Linked DNA regions of Mus musculus: region 1 is linked to region 2. Evidence: chromatin contacts called from public promoter capture Hi-C data. All regions are on one chromosome and are shown on one strand. The core of a region is the stretch at or near the end of the contact, and the rest is flanking DNA. Distances in the headings are between cores, read along the strand shown. Region 1 holds the start of Myom3 (myomesin family, member 3). Region 2 holds the start of Grhl3 (grainyhead like transcription factor 3).

The links. Promoter capture Hi-C pulls out the DNA fragments that hold promoters and counts their contacts.
Region 1: a promoter capture Hi-C map of fetal liver shows a contact between it and region 2, with 2.5 times the contacts expected there. The contact joins the promoter of Myom3 here to the promoter of Grhl3 in region 2. A contact is called at or near these places in 5 of 39 promoter capture datasets (the C10 cell line, the HPC-7 cell line, the SN4741 cell line and 2 more), 2 of 484 Hi-C or Micro-C datasets (cortical neurons and myocytes), 3 of 115 datasets of contacts at active chromatin or transcription factors (bone marrow-derived macrophages, embryonic stem cells and pancreatic cancer cells) and 1 of 9 other capture datasets (macrophages).

Annotation. Positions count from the first base shown.
Region 1 is chr4:135,755,322-135,761,652 of GRCm38.p6, forward strand. It overlaps Myom3 (myomesin family, member 3), which reads left to right and starts at 4,394. Exons shown (of 37, transcript NM_001085509.2): 1 at 4,394-4,485. It overlaps Il22ra1 (interleukin 22 receptor, alpha 1), which reads left to right. Exons shown (of 7, transcript NM_178257.2): 7 at 1-62. It also overlaps the pseudogene Gm12988.
Region 2 is chr4:135,570,151-135,575,913 of GRCm38.p6, forward strand. It overlaps Grhl3 (grainyhead like transcription factor 3), which reads right to left and starts at 3,482. Exons shown (of 16, transcript NM_001013756.2): 1 at 3,258-3,482. The coding sequence starts at 3,274. Gm30888 (a long non-coding RNA gene) reads left to right here and starts at 3,430. Exons shown (of 3, transcript XR_390832.2): 1 at 3,430-3,498.

The DNA.
Region 1 (6,331 bases), core at 3,144-5,643, 190 kb after region 2:
TGGTTTCTTTCCATGATGGACCATGATGTGGAAGTGTAAACTGAATAAACCCTTTCCTCTCCAAGTTGCTTTGGTCATGGTGTTTCATCATAGCAATCGTAACCCTGATTAAGACATATGGAAAGTGAGACTTGACCTTGGACTTTTGTGCCTTCAGAAGGGTAACAAATGTTATCCTTTATAAATATACCAGGCCAAATAGATTGAGACAGTATTTACCCACTCATTTTGATTAATTTATTTATTTTGAGACAGAGTCCTTTTTTTAAAAAAACTAACAAATTATTGAGTTATAGTCCCCACTCCAAAACCACAAAGTGGGTAGTAAACTAAATCTCTAGGCAACATATTCAAAGCTGAGAAGATTAAAAATTTAAAAAAAAAAAGACAAAACAAGGCCTCAGGTCCAATAAGAGAGGCCCCACTGCACACAAGCTTTCAGCAGCATAGAGGTCGGGAGACCCCCACAAGGTTAACTTCAAGCTGTCCTGTTGCAGCTTCCAATTCATGAACAAACAACATGGTTTGTTAATTCTATTTCAGCATACTTTCCCTAAGTTGTTTTATTTACAGTGCCAACTTTGAAAGGCTCACTGAAGTCAACTGGACGATGAACTAGAGGCAGGAATCACTTTACAGAAAGAGGGAAAGCCCAAAATGCCACTTTCCGCAGTGAACCCATAGTTCAGTTTTATTCAGAGCAATGGGGGTGGCGGGGAGGAAACTTCTGTTCATAGAAGAAACTCACCACAGGTCTGATCTTCACTGGAACTACACACGCAGTGAAGACAAGGCGATGTTTATCTACTGATCTCTAATATTAACAATTGTAAACAGAGCAGTGCAACTGGCACTTGGAACAACCCTTCTAGTGTTATGGTAACAGGCACAGCAGTTCACTTCTCGCCACATCATTGGTTCTCTTTGCGTACCTGGGCCTCCTCCTCTTCAGTAAAGTCATTTTTGATATTGAAGGTTTTACGAATCTCCTCAGGAGTTTCCCCCTTAATCTTAATGGCCACAGTCTTGCATGTGACATCAAGCAAACCTTTGATGTCTAAGTAGTTTGCAGCCAGAATAAGTTCAAAAAGTATTCCTTGGTCAACTTTCAGGAATTCTTGGTCCCAAACAGGAATATCATCTGTCCGTTTTCTTTGTTTTCATCATCCTCAGGGGAGGAGGGTCCTCTTTGTGGTGGGAGCACCACTGAATGACCTCTTTCAGAATTGCTGCATTAACATTTGGTAAAGGAACAGGATCATCATCCATTCCCAACTCTTCCGGCACGGCCTTGACGGTCACAGATTGTTTGGCAGTTTCTACAGCAACTTCAAATATCTCTCCATCAGAACTCTGCAACTTTGTCGTAGGCATGGCACTTGGTCTCAAGACCACAGGCCCCGAGGCTGACGGACAGAGTTCATAATCGCACAGAAGTATCGAGAACAAGGCCACTTTGAGACAGAGTCTTATGTAGCACAGGTTGACCTCAAACTTGGTACATAGTCTAGGGTACACTTGAACTCCTGGTCCTCCTGCCTTGACCTACCAAGTGGTATGAATATTGGCATACACTACCACACCTGGCTTCCCATTCATTTTTAAAGTCAAGTTGAGGACAGAGCTGTCTTCCAGGAATTACTTCCTTTGGGGTAGGGACAGAGAGAACAAGACAACACAACATCCCTCCTATCTAAAACGTTCTCCAGTTAAAGAAACTGAGGCTCAGGAAGGAGGCTGAAGGCTGAGCATGATGTCACACACTTATAATCCCATCACTCAAGGTACTGAGGATTATGAGTTCAAGGCCAGCCTCAGCTATATAGTGAGACTTGTCTCAATTTAAAATAATAATAATAATAATAGTAATAATAAAGAAAGGAGAGCAAATTCCTCGTTCATGAATAGAGGTGCCTATGCCTGGCATCTAAGCAAAGAGTTATGTGACTTCAGTCATCTTATGTCTGCTCAGCTTCCTGAGTGAGGTTTGACCATACTTACAAAGGACCCATGCATCACCATGCATGATCAGCTGAGGGGTATAGGAGAATGGACTGCAAGCCCAGATGGATGGGGCGAAGCGAGCTCTTCAGTATCCCCAGAGTTAAGTGACTAGAGGAGCCCTGGTCTATCAACTGTCTACAGTATGTCTGGTGTTGGGGAGGCTGTGGACCCTCCTGGGACCCTTCCTTTCAGACAATCCAGTTGGAGACAAGGTCTCAGTGTGTAGCCCAGGCTGGGTCTGGATGCCTGGATCCATCTGCCTCAGTCTCCTGGATGCTGGGATTACAGATCTGCAGCTCCATGCTCTGCCAGAAGACTGAGAGACAGTCATTACTGTCCCCTGGAGTGTAGATAAACCAGAACATGGTGGCTTGCTTAAGTTATAAATCCAGGGATGAATGGGATCCTGAACAGAATCTGAGATGCCTCCCAAGTCTGGCACATGCCTGAGTTCCTTCCGTCTGCCTCAGAGGTCAGGGACAACCAGGGCCTATGTTCTGCTTCACAAAGGCATATCACACTTTTTTTTAAAAAAAGATTTATTTATTCATTATATATAAGTACACTGTTGTGTCTTCAGACACACCAGAAGAGAGCATCAGATCTCATTACAGATGGTTGTGAGCCACCATGTAGTTGCTGGGATTTGAACTCAGGACCTCTGAAAGAGCAGACAGTGTTCTTAACCACTAAGCCACCTCTCCAGCTCTGGCATATCACACTTAACCATCACAGCAATTGTCTGAGTCCAGAGAAACTCTTTCTAGACAGGGATAATAGGAAGTGGGGATGGCAGGGGAGTATATGCTTGAAATCATGGCATTCAAGACTGAGGCAGGAAGATTGTCAGTTGCAAGTTAGCCTGGGCTACATAACAAAACCTTGTCTCAAAATAACAACCCCCGAAATAGGAATGAGAGCTGGAGAGATGTTCCAGTGTTAGAAAGCTGGCTGCTCCTCCAAAGGACCCTGGATAAGTTCCCAGCTACTCACCTGGGGGGAATGCCCCGCCTCCTACTGCTCCTTCCCCATCCACCCCAGTCCCTGCCTCCAGGAACTGCCTAGGGCTCCAGCCTGGTTTGAGGAAAGTGGGCACAAGTGTTCCCAATTATAGAGTTTGTTTGCAACTGTCCTTCCAGTTACCCTGGGGAAGTTTTCAGCTTCTCTGATCTGAATTCCTTCCTGAGAGACAGCGTGTCAGGGTACCTGGCTCACAACCCCAGGGATCTGATGCCCCCTTCTGGTCTCTAGGCGTGCATGCGGTAGTGCACAGACCATGCCCACAAGTAAAACACTCATATACATAAAGTTTCCTAGAAAGAAAGAAAGAAAGAGAGAGAGAGAGAGAGAGAGAGAGAGAGAGAGAGAGAGAGGAAGGAAGGAAGGAAGGAAGGAAGGAAGGAAGAAAGAAAGAAAGAAAGAAAGAAAGAAAGAAAGAAAGAAAGAAAGAAAGAGGAAGGAAGGAAGGAAGGAAGGAAGGAAGGAAGGAAGGAAGGAAGGAAGGAAGGAAGACCAAAAGGGTGGGGGAGCGAACCCGCCAACATCCTCCCCGGAGTTGCTATGACACTGGCCTGGGGAAGAGGTGAATCAGGGAAGCTTAGAAATGGCTTTTCAAGTAAGGCAGGAGATTAAGACTAGGACTGAAGAGCTCAGTGCCCGCTCACTCACTCTCCCCAGGGAGTAGCCTCCGAAGCTGCAGGAAGAGCAGCTGGCAGGTTGACCTTGGTGCCTGTGGTTTGAGGAAGAGGCTGGGAGTGAAACCATGCTCTCTGACCTGAGCTGGGACAGCCTTCCCAGACCTGCACATGCTCTGGAGGGCCATGTCCCCTCCTCAGGGCTCCCTAGCTCCTGTCCTAGCCCTGCCTTACCCACCGCACACAACCATGGGCTGACCAGGAGCAGCGCCCTTAACTGCTGGGGAAATAGAGAGGAAGAAGCCACACATCACCTTAGCCAAAAGAATCAAAGTTCTCATGGTTAGGTCACACTCTGTACTATCCGCAAGAAGCTAGGTACCCTGACATGTTCCCTGTCTCTCAGGAGGGAATTCAGATCAGAGAAGCTGAAGACCTTTCTCTGGGTGCCCCACAACGGGAAGGACAGTTGTGATCCGACTTCTATAGCAGAGAACACACGTGTCCACTTTCCCCAAGCCAGACTGGAGCCCGAGGCATGGCTCTTACTCCAGGCAGGGTGGGGTGGAAAAGCCAGAGGTGGGGGAGGAGCAGCAGGGGGTGGGGGCCACCCCACCTGTTGCTGCTGCCCAGCAGTGCTGGCAGGAAGAGACAGCCCTCCCCTCTGCCTCCACCCTCACCACAGCTCCCATCCATTGTCACCGCACTGTCTCAGCGCTGCTATATTTAAGACGGTTACAAGGCTCTCAGATCACATTCTTCCCCCGTCCTCACTGAGCCGAGGACAAGAAGAGAGCAGAGAGCCTCTTACTGTCCTAGAGACTGCCCAGTGGACACTGCTGTTTCTGTGAGTCACATGTAGGGTGCAGGGGCTGAGGGACACCCCAGCTTTCCACAGTGAATGACCTATGGGGGTGGTATATATGGTGCATGTGTAGTGTACATAACTCTAGTGTATGTGTGTCTGTGATGTACGGGTTTGTGTATGTGTAGATGATGTGGGGGTGGTCTGTGCATAGGCCTATGTAAAGTCAATGATGTTCTTGTGTGTCTATTGTATGATGGGGGTAGTATTTGTGTGACTATGGTGTGTGTATCTATAGTATAGTGTGTGGGGTATGTGTGTATGTGTGTTTGATATGTGCATTTATAATGTTTATGTGTGTGTTATAGGGCGTGTGTGTGTGTGTGTTGTAGGGTATGTGTCTGTGTTATAGGGTATGTGACTGTGTTGTGCTATAGGGTATGTATATTATAGGGTATGTGTCTATCTGTGTGTGTTATAGGATATGTGTGTGTGTTGTAGGGTATGTGTCTATCTGTGTGTGTTGTAGGATATGTGTGTGTGTTATAGGGTATGTGCCTATGTGTGTGTTGTAGGGTGTCTGTGTGTGTCGTAGAATATTTGTGTGTCTACTATAGGGTATGTGTGTGTCTGTGTGTGTTTTCGTATCCTGTCGAGTATGTGTGTATCTGTATGTGTGTTTGTTTGTTTGTAGTGTATATATGTAAGTATGTTGGGAAAGGGGTTTGTTAGGGAGATTTGAGCTTGGTAGCACCCCAAGTGAAAACGGGGTATCCAAGAACTCCATGCTTCATTTCACTGTTCTGTGTAGCCCTGGGTCTTCTGATGTGAGCCCTCCTTGACATTAAAGCTAAACATAAAGAAAAGAAAAGGCCCTTGAGGACCTCCTTGGAACTCGAGTCTTTGCTGTATGGAGCGGCAGCCCATCAGGGAGCCCGAGCTGGCAGGTCCGGCAGGTCCAGTAGGGAGGGAGTGTGTGGGCTGAGTGCTGGTTGTTCAACCCCACGGGCAGAGAAAAAGCATAGACCCTGCAGTCCCAAACCCTGGGGTTGCCAGGTTCATCCCATACAGGGGATGAGGCCCCCCGGGCTCTGCTGGGGAAGGAAGAGCCTCCACTAACCAGAGCCAGCCCATTACAGCCTTGGCGGAGCTGGGGAGCCGTGCCTGTCCCAGCCTGTGCCGACCCACTGGGCAGGGTGCATCCACTCCCCGCTCAGCCAGTGCGGCTTCTCATCCCATGGGGAAGGGCAGTGGAGGCCACAAACCTGTCTGCTTAATCCCACACTTTAGTCAGTGCTTTAAAAAGCATCCATGGCTCACCGCAGAGGAGGGGGTCCAGAGGCCAAATGCCAGTGGGCCACTGTCCTCATTAGGGCAGAGTATCAGAGAGAGGGCCAGTGCTGACGTCAGAGCACAGGAACCCTCTTTGTTGGCCCGAGCCTTGCTCCCCAGGTCAAACGTGTAGACCAAGGAAGGAGCGTAGCATGAGCGGGCTTGGCTAGGTCTCTGCGTGCAGAGATGCTATTTAGCCAGGAGGAGTCAGAGCCAAGCCTAAGTGGGCAACTGTCCTTTGGCTCTGCTGAGATGCTTGTCGGGAGCCAAGGGACCTTTGGGAGAAGCCCTTAATGGCCACTGATTACTTACTGCAAGCCACTGACCTCCCTGATGGTCACAGCTGGGGGCAGCACAGAAAACCAAACCTTACAGCTGACACTCAGCAGCTAAGCCCCACCACCAGTGAGTCAAATACAGCCTCCATACAGGTAGGGACTAAGCAGGAAGAGGAGGCACTTTCTAAATGAGAATCAAATTATAAGGTACTGATTTAAAATACCAAAAGGACTAACAAAGAGAAAGTTCTTGGCCTCTTGTGTTTTTACAAGGCTTC
Region 2 (5,763 bases), core at 2,232-4,731:
CGGGGCCACTGTCAGTCTTTTTGTGACTGCATGGGGCTAGCACGCTTCCCAGACCTTGCTTACAGGCGCAGCTGCCTCCGTTAACACCCCTCCCCCCGCCCCTCTTGCTCCCGCCCCCGCTCCGCCCCGTTTTACAGCCCGAGCTTAATGAGGGCTTTTAACTTTTCATTCACCAGCCGCGTAACTCCGACTTTTAATAACACACCTCCTGCACGACAAAAATTTGCTCCTGGCAATCATGGTTTCGACCACAAAACCGCAGCGGGGCGGCGCTCCGAGTTAACTCTTTCAGCGCTGCGGGCCTAAGGGGGAGGGGGAGGCGTTGTGAGCCCTCTAGCCTAGGGCCACCCTCAGTGGCCACTCTCCAGTCTCTGTTACCGATGGCAGAGGGTCCGGGCTGTGGGGATGCAGAGGCCAGGGCGCTGAGGCATGGTGCCCCCGGAATGGACCTACTGTGTATGAAAGGTAGTGAAACCTTCCATCCTTCATCAGGTGTCTTAGACAGCCTTGTACACAGTAGGACACTGCGGAGGGTCTGAAGAGGCCAGTGGTCACCAAGAATCTGGCTCTCAAGAGAGCCACAGTCTCCAGTCTAGGTCAGGGCCTGTGCCAGACCGCCCACTTAGCCAGGCCCATGGTGGGCAGTGTGGAGGTTCAGGTTGTTTTTCCTGGGGAGTCCGAAGCTAGCGCTCCAGGAACCCTTGCAGCCAGCCCCCGCCACTGGGTACTGCTAGGCTGTGGGCTGGAAGCAGGGTGGCTGACAGAGGTGCCAGGCGCTGGGTCTGACCACATGAAAGGCCAGGTGCTCACCACCCACCAGCTGCCTGGAGCTGGTTTCTGACTTACATTGGCCAGCCTTTCCAGGGCCACCTCCCTGTGGAGGCCTAGGACCGCGCTGGGGTGGGGTGGGGAGGTGGTCTGCCACCACAGCTCAGTGTTTCCCTGTCAGGTAGGTGGGTTCTTAGTGGACACTTCACTCAGGAGAAAGCCGAGAGTCAGCAAGGGCAGACTCACTCAGTTTGATTTGAAGCAGATGCGGACCTGACTTTTCACTAATGCCCCAGGGCTGACAAGTTGTTTATTCTCTGAGGGCTGGAGATGTCTGCTTGTCCTAGTAGGATATTCCAGCCAAGGTCACAGTAAGAACAAGGCCACAACAGCAGCAGCAGCAGCAGCAGCAGCTTAAAACACACATCCACACACACACACTCACAGGCACTTGTTGGCATCAGGACCTCTCAAACCTATGACTCCACAGGCACTTACAACACACTCGAACACACACAGACACACCCATACACATATACGTGTGTGTGCACACACACTCAAGCATGCCCACAACATGTTCTCTCTCTCTCTCTCTCTCTCTCTCTCTCTCTCTCTCACACACACACACACACACACACACACACACACACACACACTCACAGGCAACCTCAGACTCCCCAGTTCTCAGAGTGGCTGAGCCCCCAGGTCAATCACTGTAATCTCCAATGGTAGCTTCAAAGTTGACCTGCATTACTCAGCAGGCACAGGCTTTCCTGAACGGAGAAGCCTCTTCTGTCAGCCCATCCGACTTCCAACCCAAACCATTCAGGACACTAGCAGAAAACCTGTTCCGTAAGCCAGCTTCTCCATAGCCCCTGAGGAGAAACCTGAAAAGATTCTCTCTGCAGCCTCCGCAGGCAGCTGTAATTGGCATGCGTGAGTGTGCTGGAGACGTGTGTCTCAAGTGTGTGTGTGTGTGTGTGTGTGTGTGTGTGTGTGTGTGTGTAAAGCATAGAAAAATAAAAAGCAAGAAAGCTTCAGAAATGCCCAATTATTAATGTCTCCACAAAGGGAGAAAGGCATTATTAGCATGTTCCCTAACAGGCTTTAAATCAATCACTGTCATAAAACTGAACCCTGTAAGGACTGCCACTTGGTCACAGCACGCACAGTCCAGGAGATGCAGGCTTGGGTCACTCAGATAATAAGTTCAGGGGTTGGGGCTTGAATCTGGGCCCTAACACTGTGTTTCTATTTTTACTTTAATTGGGGTTCAACTGTCAAAACAGTGTCCTGAGAATCTATTAAAAAAGAAACCTGATGCTTGTAACCATAGTGGTTGGACAGTAGATGTGGCTGTTCAAGCCGGACACACCCCAGAGCTAGCCGGTACATGGGTTCCTGTCTGCAGTTAGGACCCATCAATTCTGCCTGCAAGCGTTTGAGTTCTTAACCTGCTGAGGAAAAGCTCCAAAGAGAGAGACAGAGAAGGGGAGGAAACAACAAGAGGGTCACTGCTAAAGAGGGGAGAAAGGGGAAGTCTGTTTCTTTCCTGCTAGCTCCTTGCCCACAACTTAAAGCGACTCACACCCTCGACTTCTGTCTTCTCCAACATCTGTACCTGATACTGAGGCTGAGAGTGAGGTCAGCGTCAGCCAGTCAAGGGATTCTAGATCCCAGATGTGGGCAGGAATGCACCTGCCTCTCGCCAGACAACACAGATGACCTCACCAAAATCTAGTCCTCGGCTTCCCCAGCGTTAGCACTGCCTCTGGATAAAACTGACCACAATTTATTGAACGCAACTTCAGACCCCTTTCTCTTTGGTAAGCATTTTTACAGCTTTCAGCACACCTAAGAACTCTACAAAGTTCTCTTGTTCCAAATTTCCAAATCAGGAAAATGAAGCTCAGATAAGTCCAACGACTTTTTAAGAATGAACAGCGGAGGAGAGACGGAGCCTGGGTTTGAACCTAAGGAAAGCCACTACAGAGCCCATGTATACAGCCATTACACTATAGTAGCCAGATCGCTTGGGACTGTTCCAACTCAACATAAAGGACCTTTAGAGAAACTCAACTCTTTGCATAAGACAGCTCTGAGAACCACCTCCAAGACGTTCCCTTTGGCAAGAGGAGAGAAAGCTTCCCTGGGGCGGGAGTGTCTCTGATTTCCAAGGCACCTCCAGAGTATCAAAAAGCGATGCCAAGATTCACGGTTTCAGGCAGCCCGGGTGTTTGCCTTCCTCGAAACTGCTCAGCACAGAGAGAAAGAAAAACTATTTTCCCAGGGAAACAGTCAGCTCTAGATAGAGAGCTGAACGTGCCTCAACACGCTAAGGCAGGATCGTCAGCCCATTCATTCACCCTTACAAATTGCCGTGTGAATCCGGGCGCCCGGCCTCCCTTGCTCTTCCCTCTGCAGGGAATCCCAGCCAGCCTCGGTGTGCTGGGGAGGCCGGGAGGCCAGACATCCGTGGCTTTACTCACTCAAGTTCATTCGACATCTTCCTTCTCCGAGGTTCCAGCGATCCGTCTCTGGTTGGCTCGCAGGCGCTGCTGACCACTCGTCTCTTAATTCTCCTCTGACACAGACATTCCCTTCCTGCCCGGGGAAGCGTTTGCTCTACGTTGCGCTTTGGATGTTGAGATTTTGCTGACAGCGGTCCCCGGCTGCGGTGGCGCTGATTGGCTGGAAGCACAGGTGCCGACTGCAGCTAGACCACAGCAGGTGCAGATGTTAACTTTTGGCCCACCAGCAGGGGCGGAGCTCCGGGGGGCTGACTGGGTGGAGCCGGCCAATTCCTTCTTAGCTGAGGGGGTGAGGGGGTGGAGACGAGGGAAAAGGGAGGAGACAAACGTTGGGAAGGAACGGGAGAACTAGAGGAAAAATACAGACAGGTACTTGGCTCAAAGGGAAATCTCTGTCCATCTCATCGCTCGGATCCTGGATCCCACAAACATCTCCCCACAGACACCATATCTCTTTATAGTCACCTTCTCTACCCGGAAAATTTCACGGAAGAGAGCAGGTAGCTCTCTGTGAGTCCCCTCTCTTTTCTCCAGAACTTTCCCCTTCGGGTAACAAACACCACAGGTTCTAGTCTTGTTAGCTAAGTGATTTCTTCCTATTCTCCCAGTAACCAGCTAGGAAGGACTTTCTGTCAACTCTCCCTTCCACCCCAACCAACCCCATGCCCTCTACAGGTGATCGAGGAAATGTAGGTTGGAGAGGCAGGGTGCCTTGCCTAAGGGTGAGAGCCAGTGTCAGAGACCCGTTCAGTCATCTGGGAGACTAGCTACTCCTTGAGTTGAAGTTGGTGGCCTCAGTTGACAGGGGACATTTACTAAGTACCGAGTGTGCAAGGTCTCCTCGCTCTGGGTTCTGGGGCAATAGCGGGGAAAGAAAATGCTGGTTTCTATTCAGGAGGAGCCCCCCCTCCCCCAATGTGCATGAGTGTGTGTGTGTGTGTGTGTGTGTGTGTGAGAGAGAGAGAGAGAGAGAGAGAGAGAGAGAGAGAGAGATGGGGTGGGGAATCAGGGAATTAGGGCAGGGCAGCCTTTCATCTTGTGCGATGCCAATCTGAACGGGATGTGGGCAGACCACATGCCTCTGGCCAGCCCAGAAAGGATGGAAAAGTTGAAGGTGGTTGCCTCAGGAGTCTTAGCTGGCCAGTACACTGTAAGTGCTCTGTGCTAGGCACTCAGGAGATGCCTCTTAGGCGAGGGGATGGTGGGGGATGGGCTATGAACAACCTAGGGTGGTCATCCCCAAATGCCCACAAGTACCAGCAGAAACAGAGAGCTTCCATGGGGTTCATAGGAAAAGAGATCTAAGCTGCGAATCTTGGAATCTCATGCTTACTCTTTTACCAATACCCTCAGCCCCGCCCCCATGCCCACTCTCCCCATCCCCCACTCTCCCAACCATCCCCCCCCACTCCACCCCCAGTTCATTGCTCATTCTTCCTGGGTACCTCACCTTGAGCGTTCCTCTGGAGGAAAGGTGACTTTACCCTGAGAAGCCCTATCTGATAACTCAGGAGGGCCTGCTTAGGATGGGCTACCGGGCTTGAAGACTGATCGGAGTCCTTTCCCATTGGAATCTGTTTGAGGGCTACCCCTAAGGAGCCCTGAGGTTAGCTAAGGACCATGGTGATTGCTAACACGGCTAGCTCTCTCTCCAGTAATGCTTGTGAGAACAGACATCCAGCCCTCAGGTTTCACATGGCTTTATTCTGTTCCCTGCAAAGCCCTTCCGGATTTTCTCACATCATCAGGTGTCTATCTCCCTTCCCTCTGGAACGTGAGTTCCGTAGGAGCAAGAGGCCTTGTCTGCCTTGGTTACTCTCCAGCACTGGCTTAGGTGTCTGGCTCCCAGTAGGTGCTGTGAATGTTGCGTAGATCAGGTATCGTGCCAAGCCTTCTTTATGCATCATGTCAATACCCAAAGTGAGTCAGGCACTTTGCTATCATCCCGTGAGATGAGGGGACCGGGATGCAGATCACTCACTATAGCTGAAGGCAGCGGCAATGTGAGCAGTGACTGGCTCTGAGCGATCGCTTACAGCAGTCACGGTGCTGAGAAGAACTGCAGGCCCGCGGCAGCCCAAAGGATGGCACACTTCTCTTTGTAGTCTTCTCCCTGACTAACTCACCTCATGAAAGGCTGGAGAGTTTCTGTCAGCCGTGTTGCAATGGATGTGGTGTGACTCATGCTTGCTGAGCTTGTGGGGGGGTGGGGGGAGACACTGGGATTTCGGGTGGCATGTCTGTGCTCGCTGGGCTTTATAAACGGGTCCTCTCCCTCTCTGGGTCCTGGCTCTGTGCTCACAGCCATTGTTAGAGATCATCAGAGGGTCTCTGTGACTCCTTACACAGGAAGCCTCCAGAAGGTGCCCCGATAGGTACCACGGATGCAAGGAGCAGGTGTGCAGGGTTCCGGGAGTCCTCCCAGCCATGTGACAAGGCCAACACAGACCTTTGCCACCACAGC